2 separate regions of the Sus scrofa genome follow, and region 2 is linked to region 1. The links are chromatin contacts, called in public Hi-C maps. All regions are on one chromosome and are shown on one strand. Each heading gives the region's core, a stretch centred on a gene start, on an enhancer-like site or on the middle of the called end of the contact. The rest is flanking DNA. Distances are from core to core; before and after follow the strand shown.

Region 1 (4,171 bases), core at 864-3,363:
CCTGACGTGACTGTGACGTGCTCGTCCCAATTCGCAAACCAGTATTGATACAGTATTATGAACTAAAGCCCAGGCTGTAGTCAGATTTCCTTTTTACCTCCTGTCCCTTTTCTGGCCAGGATCCCATGCAGGGTAGCACAGGAGTTTAGTTGTCACATCTGTTTGGGCTCTTTTTGGCTGTGACAGTTTTTCAGACTTTGTTTTCATGACCTTGACAATTTTGAGGAGCATGGTCAGGTGTGTGCAGGGTGTTCCTTTATTGCAACTGGTCCGATGCTTTTCTCAGGGTAAGATTGAGGCTGTGGATTGTTGGGAGGAAGATCCAGGGGTAAAATGCCATTTTCATCACCTCATAACAAGTGTACCCACTGTCAGCCTGACTGCTTGACCTTGATCACCTGGCTGGGGTTGTGTTATATTTCTCTACTGTCAACACACACACACACACACACACACACACACACTCGCCTTTTCTTGCTGTCCTCTTTGAAAGGAAGCCACTGTGTGCTGCCCACACTTGGGGGGAGTTAGGCTCCACCTCTCTGAGTCCGAGTATCCATGTAAACTTGGTGGAATTCTTCGGCACAGATCTGTCTCTTCTCTGTTTATTTGTTCAACCGTTTATTTATACCAGTATGGACTCACGGATATTTATTTTGTATCTGGAGTTATAACCCAATACTACTTTGTTGACAATCTGCTCCAATTGTCCCAGCTTTGAGCCCTGGGAGCTCTTTCAGTTGGCTCCTGTGTCCCTTGGACCACCCCGCCCCCACCCCCTGCCGCCCCCACTTGGGTTTTGGGTCAGCGTTTTTAACAAAATTCCCCAAGGGGTTCTGGCGCGGGTGGTTCAGGAGCCGCCCTGGGAGAAACATGGCTAGGGTGTGCCAGGAGCTCTCACTGCAAAGTCCCACCCACCCCCAATCCCTCCGTGGATCTTACCATCCAGCAGACACACTGGCTGTCATCCCATCTCCTTCTCTTACCAAACCTGCTCACCCCCGCACAGCAAGGGAAAACGCTGAGATTGGCAGCAAGGAGAGGGCTTCTTTGCAAGGCAGCCAAGTTAGGATACAAATCTTAAATCCACCTGCCTAAAGGGAAGGGGCTCAAGGCATTTATGGGATAATGAATAAAGAAGCAGTGCAGTCTGAGGGGTGGGGAGCGTGGGGCAAGATAGTTGCACAAAGGTGTGGAAATTGTGGTTCTATGCAGGCGTTAACTAGGCTACAGTCCTCTGCATTGAAAAGGTCACCCAGCGGGCACTCACGCATGCCCAGTTGGAGGGTCCGAGGGCCTATCCAGTCTTAGCAAGCTCAGCTCGAGAACTAGACACAGCTGACTCCAAGTTTCTGGAAAACAATTCTGGCAAATATCTTATTGTTTAGGCTAGGGACTGCTTGGAGCACATGCAAGTCTTAAAACAACCTTGATTAGTGAAGGCAGGTGAGATGAACTTGACTCATGACCCAGGGTTTCACGCCCTGCCAGCTCTGCGTTGGATGCTGGGAATGCAGTGCTTGCCTGGAAATTCACACTTGGGGGTGGACGTGCCATGGGGGAAAACGGATGTGGTTAAAGGGGCAGAGAAGAGAAGCACCTACCACTGCTTTGACCTGTGCTTACTCGGCTCCCTGGAGACTCTAGAAAAGAGCAAGCTAAGGATTGGGAGTGGAGATAGGGACAGAGCAGGAGCCCAGAGGGTGGGGAGGGGATGGGGTCAAAAGCACCCATGGAAAATTTGCAATTAATTAGGAAGAAAATGCTTTATCCTTTGAGACTGAAGATAAGCAAATTGGATATAGACATGTTTATAGATAGGGTGGGGGGCACATTTGAGGTCACCTATAACAGATGTAATTTTCTGGATGACGCAAGAGGCCAGGTCATCCTTATTTAGCGTGAAGGGTTTGGGTTCAAACACGGGGCCTGGGAGGGCATTGACGATTCGAAATAGTGGTTGGAGGTGCGTCAGTTTGACTGTAGTCAAGAGACAAAACCCACAGCAATAATTTGAAAAGAGAGAACAAAATACAAAGAATGTTTACTGTGTGAAAGTTAAGAGAACACCGAGATACCCCAGAGGAGGCAGCTACCGCCTCTGGGGCCTTCACTGATGGGTGGAATTACTAAAATCTTAATCTTAAGAGGAGTGGCCCCACTGAGGAGGGGCTGCTGGCTGGCTGGCCGTGGTCGGGGAGCAATGAAACTGTCTCTTTAAGTGTTGGAACAACTGGAAACAGGATGCAGCTGCTGCTTCAGGAAAGCACAGCCCGTGCCCCCCCCCCCCCGCCCCCAGTGGAGTGAAGACGCAATGCTGGGGGTGTTGCTCCAAAGAACCACAGCAGGAAGGAGGTCGGGGGCCCTCCTTCTTCCCCCCGGCTTGGCTCACAGCCTCACTGTACCCTGCACTGGTTGAGCCCCACCGTGCGGTTTGCAAAGTTTCAGCCCAGCATCAGGAAGCTAAGTAGAGAAGCATGGGTTTGGAGCCAGAGGCAATGACCGCCATGGGGAAGCCACCTCTCAACGGTATGAGTGACTTTTAGGGCCTGTGCATACTTGTGAGTCTGTATACTGGCTGAATTTCTTTCCTCCCTTGTCTGAGAATCATTTCTGTGGCCCTTTGCTGCATCAGAGCTTTCTTCTTGCCCCAGGGCTCAGCCACTGGTTCCCTTGGTTGGTTTTCCTCTCCCAGAAGGTTCCTGATGGACTATGGAGTTCAAAGAGAACTAAGGGTTACAAGTATCCATGGATGGATAAATGGATAAGCCAAATGTCATAGACACATATAGTGGAATTCAGCCTTAAAAGGGAAGAAATTTCTTTTTTAACGTAAATATTGATTTTTATTTTTTTCCATTATAGCTTGTTTACAGTGTTCTGTCAATTTTCTACTGTACAGCAAGGTGACCCAGTTACACATACATGTATACCTTTTTCCTCACATTATCATGCTCCATCATAAGTGACTAGATACAGTTCCCAGGCTATACAGCAGGCTCTCATTGCTTATCCATTCCAAAGGCAATAGTTTGCATCTATTAACCCCAAGTTCCCAGTCCATCCCAATCCCTCCCCCTTGGTAACCACAAGTCTTTTCTCCATGTCCATGAGTTTGTTTCTTTTCTGTAGATAGGTTCACTTGTGCCATATGTTAGATTCCAGATATAAGTGATATCATACGGTATTTGTCTTTCTCTTTCTGCCTTAACTTCACTTAGTATGAGAGTCTCTAGTTCCATCAATGTTGCTGCAAATGGCATTATTTTGTTCTTTTTTATGGCTGAATAATATTCCATTGTGTGTATATACCACATCTTCCTAATCTAATTATCTGTCGATGGACATTTGGGTTTTTTCCATGTCTTGTGAATAGAGCTGCAATAAACATGAGGGTACATGTGTCTTTTTCAAGGAAAGTTTTGTCCAGATATATGCCCAAGAGTGGGATTGCTGGGTCATATGGTTGTTCTATGCATCGTTTTCTGAGGAACCTCCATACTGTTTTCCATAGTGGTTGCACCAATTTACATTCCCACCAACAGTGCAGGAGGGTTCCCTTTTCTCCACACCCTCTCCAGCATTTGATATTTGTAGACTTATTAATGATGGCCATTCTGACTGGTGTGGTGGTACTTCATAGTAGTTTTGATTTGCATTTTTTCTAATAATCAGTGATGTTGAGCATTTTTTCATGTGCTTGTTGACCATCAGTATATCTTCCTTGGAGAAATGTCTATTCAGGTCTTTTGCCCATTTTTCCATTGTGTTGTTTGCTTTTTTGCTGTTGAGTTGTATAAATTGTTTGTGTACTTTAGAGATTAAACCCTTGTCGGCTGCATTGTTTGAAACTATTTTCTCCCATTCTGTAAGTTGTCTTTTTGGTTTTTTTTATGGTTTTCTTTGCTGTGCAAAAGCTTGTCAGTTTGATTAGGTCCCCATTGGTTATCTTTGCTTTTATTTCTGTCACTTTGGGAGACTGACCTGAGAAAACATTTGTAAGGTTGATATCAGAGGATGTTTTGCCTATGTTCTCTTCTGGGAATTTGATGGTTTCTTGTCTTATGTTTAAGTCTTTAAGCCATTTTGAGTTCCTTTTTGTGCATGGTGTGAGGGTGTGTTCTAGTTTCATTGATTTGCCTGCAGCTGTCCGGGTTTCCCAGCAACATTT
Region 2 (4,171 bases), core at 506-3,005, 240 kb before region 1:
AGATATTACACGCCCTTGTAATGCAATAGATCGAAACCAATTCTGTGTCCTATTATCACACCCTAAGCGATGTCAGGGCTTCCGAAAAAGAGAAAAAAGTGCATAGTGGTCCTTACATAAATATTGGAGATTTTGCCGCAGAGAACCGGGGTGTGGTCTAACACACGACACTGAGGACAGTAAATCTGCTTTACTTAGAATCAAGTCCTTAACATTTTCTACTCCTTAAAAGACAAGGGAAAGTAAAAAGTACAAGATCCTTGAATTGGGAGCTGGTGATCCCACATTTATCACAACATACACTGAATGTATACATTACTCCATATAATTCTAAGTACTGTTACATTTCTAAAACTACCTTGAAAGATTTCAAACATACAGCAAAGCTGAAAGACCTTTACAGTAAACACCTATATACCCACCACCTAGATTCTACTATTCCCATTTTAGTATATTTTATCAGTATCTGCCCCTTTATCCTCCCTCCACCCATCCATTAGCCATCTTTTCTTTAAGTGAGAATTGTAATGATTTTCATTTTTTAAAATTTATTTTTATTTATTTAGTTTGCTTTTTAAGGGCTGTACCCTCAGGATATGGAGGTTCCCAGGCTAGGGGTCAAATCGGAGCTACAGCTGCCAGCCTGCTCCACAGCAATGCAGAATCTGAGCCACATCTATGACCTACACTGTAGCTCACGGCAAAGCCAGATCCTTAACCCACTAAGCGAGGCCAGGGATCAAACCTGCAACCTCATGGTTCCTAGTTGGATTCATTTCTGCTGCGCCACGACGGGAACTCCAAGCCATCCTTTTCTTTAAAAAACAAATTGCAAACATCAGTACACTTCCCCTTAAATATTTAATTAGAGTTTATTAGGTTTAGCTTTTTTTCTTCTAGTGTAAAATTGACTTTCAGTGAAATGCACCTCTTAAGTGTGCATTCACTGTGTTGAAAATGTACATTTACCTCTGAGAGCCTCGATTCATCAGCAGCAGTGGGGCATAGTTTGAGATGCTACCTGCCTGCCTGACTTTTATGTAGGCTAGATGTCAGGACCACGACTCACCTTCAGATCCTGCATATACAGCTGGATCCTCTTTTTACTTAAAATGCTTATATTTTGTTCATTATGGGTTGTTTGCATTGATTTTGGTTCCCTAAAATTGTATGGAAGTATTATTCGCCTAAATGGTGGAATTTTTTACACCCTGGTGCCCCTTAAATTTTGCGTTAAGAGCAAATGCCTTATCCCCACACTCTACTTCCTTCTCGGGGAATTAGGAAGCCCAAGGGGAACGCCTATTTGGAGCAGAAAAAAAAAAGTCTGGAACAGTGGTTGAATGCACTTGCTATTCAATATACAAGCCAGGTGGCTTGATCAATAAACACCAGGGCTCCGCATCACTTCCCTTGTGTATTTAACTGCTAACTAACCCTGAGTGATAAACAAGGCACTACCCGGCAGCGACCGTCACAGACCAAATGCCCATCCATGGGCAACGCGCAGGAACCGCTTTAGGACTAACATTTCACCATCTCAGGCATGGAGGTGGGAGGGTCCCAAATCAGTTGGCGGGGCTCTCTGGTAAGTCCCAAGAATTGGAGAAGACGCAGGGGAAAGGATTTGTTCTGTATTAGGAGACTGATAGAACTAGAAACTGGGAGCTAGTGGTGCCGCTGTGCTGCGTGGAGAGCCTCACCTGAGGAGCCCGCTGGGCGTGAAATTGACTAGGAGCCGGCCTTGCTGGTCAATTTCCCTCCCAGCGGGCAGAGGGCGGCCGCTTCGCGTGGGGCCGATCCGGCGAGCAGCCCACCTGCCCCAGCTGCAGCCAGACGCGGAAGACGAGCTCTGGGGGCCAGTGGGGCTGTGCGCTCGCTGCTGGGGCTTGCTTTGTTGCAAGGCATTGATTCTTAGCAAACAGCTTTGTTTGCCCCTGGAGCCCGTAGCTTTGTTCCAGGACCCGGGACCTTGATTTTTAGTGATTTCACAATCTGGGTCCCAGCAGGGTAATTTCTGTATGATCTAATTCTAGGAAGTAGGAAATGAAAAACGGAGCCCATTACTGCTACACACACTTTCAGCGATAGGGAAAAAAAACCAAGTGTATTCTAATGGAAAGCTATGCCTTGTCGTCTATAACATACCTTTCTGTCTTATCTGATTCTGATTGTTTTCCCTTCTGATTCTGATTCTGAGCTATTTTACAATGCAAAGAGCTGCAGATAACTGGTAAACATGTAAATCCCCATTCTGTCTGGAGAGGCCCAGCTGATTCCCTTCTCCAACTGGTGGGAAAACAACCAAACAGGGTTGCTTCCTTTATAATTCATTTCAACATTTCTTTTACTCCATATCATGTGCGGTTCTTGACTTCTTTATTGAAACACTCCCTGATTGAATGAGGGGCCAAATAATATCTTTAACATTTGTCCTTTTTTTTTTTTTTTTTTTTTTTGCTTTTTAGGGCCACGTCTGTGGCATATGGAGGTTCCCAGGCTAGGAGTCCAGTTGGAGCTACAGCTGCTGGACTATGCCACAGCCATGCCAGATCCAAGCCTCGTCTGCCACCTACACCACAGCTCAGGGAAACAGTGGATCCTTAACCGATTGAGCAAGGCCAGGGATCGAACCCACAGCCTCATGGTTCCTAGTCGGATTTGCTTCCACTGTGCCATTACCGGAACTCCAACATGTATCTGTTTTTATACTTGAATGAGAGTCATGGGTTTATCTTTCCCTGAAATTTAGCTTTTAACACCCCCTACTTTCTAAGACTCTCCAGGACCATGAGGTAACACTCAAAGTTGATCTGTGCGGCTCTTCCAAGGGGAATGCATGTGTTTTCGAAAAGCTGGAAGGGATGGGGGCTCTCACTGAATGTGTTTTCAAACAAAATTGAAAACATATAACCTCATGAGACAGTTGTTGCTATTCCGTTTTATGGAGAAGACATCTCATGTTCAGAGATAATTTCAGAGATAAATAGTATTCACAGGTAAGTATTATTGGAGATAAATATTACTCAGAAATAATGCTCAAAGATAAGTAATTTGACAAATACCACTTAAGATTTGCAGTTAAGATTTGAAGTCATATCCATCTAAACCCCAAATTATGCCACAGTGTTGCCATAACAGTGTGAGAAGGTGGCCCTGCCTATGTAGAGTTTTTAGGTTTGGGGACTATTCCTCCATGTCCTGGGCCATGGGATGTGGGTTTGACATGCTGAGAAGACAGTTAATTTGTTAATCAGAGGCTTTAACAATGTTAAAAGAAGAAAAAGGTGGGCTTACCTGTAAATTGCATTTCCTTCATTCTCTGATCCTGTTCCACCAGAGAAACCAGGCAGAAAGCTGTCTGTGGTTTGCCATCTGTGAAGGGCCATGAAATAGAGGTTAGACAATGGATGGGAGAAAGAGGACAAACAGGTCTTGTCTTCAGACTGACCTCCCTAACAAAGCTGTTGTGTAAAGTAGGCGGTTGAGTAGCCGAGCACCCAGTTCACTGGAGTAATTTAATAAATGTCAAGGTGATCAGAATCTCTGACAAAACACAACTGGAAAGGGTTTCTTTTGGCAAGAAAAAAAGGAATATGTTATTACACTAGGAATTCTCTACATAATGTTCTAGGTGGGATGGCCAAGGTCGCAGAAGGCGTTCCGTGCCATCATCTCTATGGATCACATTATTTGGCATTTGGTATATTTTTTGTGTATTTGTAATATGGTCAGTCTATTCTTTCTTTTTTTTTTTTTTTAAGGCTGCACCTGTGGCATGTGGAAGTTCCCAGGCTAGGGGTCAAATCTGAGATATAGCTGCCAGCCTACACCACAGCCACAGCAACGCCAGATCTGAGCTGTGTCTGCAACCTACACCACAGCTCATAGCAGCACTGGATCCCTGACCCACTTGAGCACGGCCAGGGACTGAACCCGCATCCTCATGGATACTAGTCAGATTCGTTTCTGCTGCACCACAATGGGAACTCCTGGTCAGGCTATTCTTTATGTTAATTTCCATTTTATACTCACTGCATACTTTCATTTAGGACACAGACATTACGAAGCAGCGCCAGTTATAAGATCCAGTTTAAAAATAATTCAGTACCAACTGTTAATTTAAGCATTTAAAAAATGGTATGGCAGACTTCTGTTGTGGTTTAGCGGT

The links. A called contact is a pair of places that touch in the nucleus more often than the background predicts.
Region 2: a contact with region 1 is called in a Hi-C map of liver, with 4 times the contacts expected there. The contact joins two enhancer-like sites. A contact is called at or near these places in 1 of 5 promoter capture datasets (liver), 21 of 47 Hi-C or Micro-C datasets (alveolar macrophages, blood, brain and 13 more) and 2 of 2 datasets of contacts at active chromatin or transcription factors (alveolar macrophages and skeletal muscle).

What each region holds. Positions count from the first base shown.
Region 1 is chr11:68,128,488-68,132,658 of Sscrofa11.1, reverse strand. No RefSeq gene overlaps it. Among named protein-coding and RNA genes, the nearest start is that of UBAC2, 14 kb to the left of the region's middle. Within about 2 kb of position 2,113, at least 20 of the 83 cell types and tissues checked have an H3K27ac peak or open chromatin away from gene starts, as enhancers often do. A contact at or near this core is called in liver, where this site is marked.
Region 2 is chr11:68,369,810-68,373,980 of Sscrofa11.1, reverse strand. It overlaps LOC110255850 (a long non-coding RNA gene), which reads right to left. Exons shown (of 3, transcript XR_002336735.1): 2 at 3,298-3,375. Among named protein-coding and RNA genes, the nearest start is that of TM9SF2, 36 kb to the left of the region's middle. Within about 2 kb of position 1,755, at least 11 of the 83 cell types and tissues checked have an H3K27ac peak or open chromatin away from gene starts, as enhancers often do. A contact at or near this core is called in liver, where this site is marked.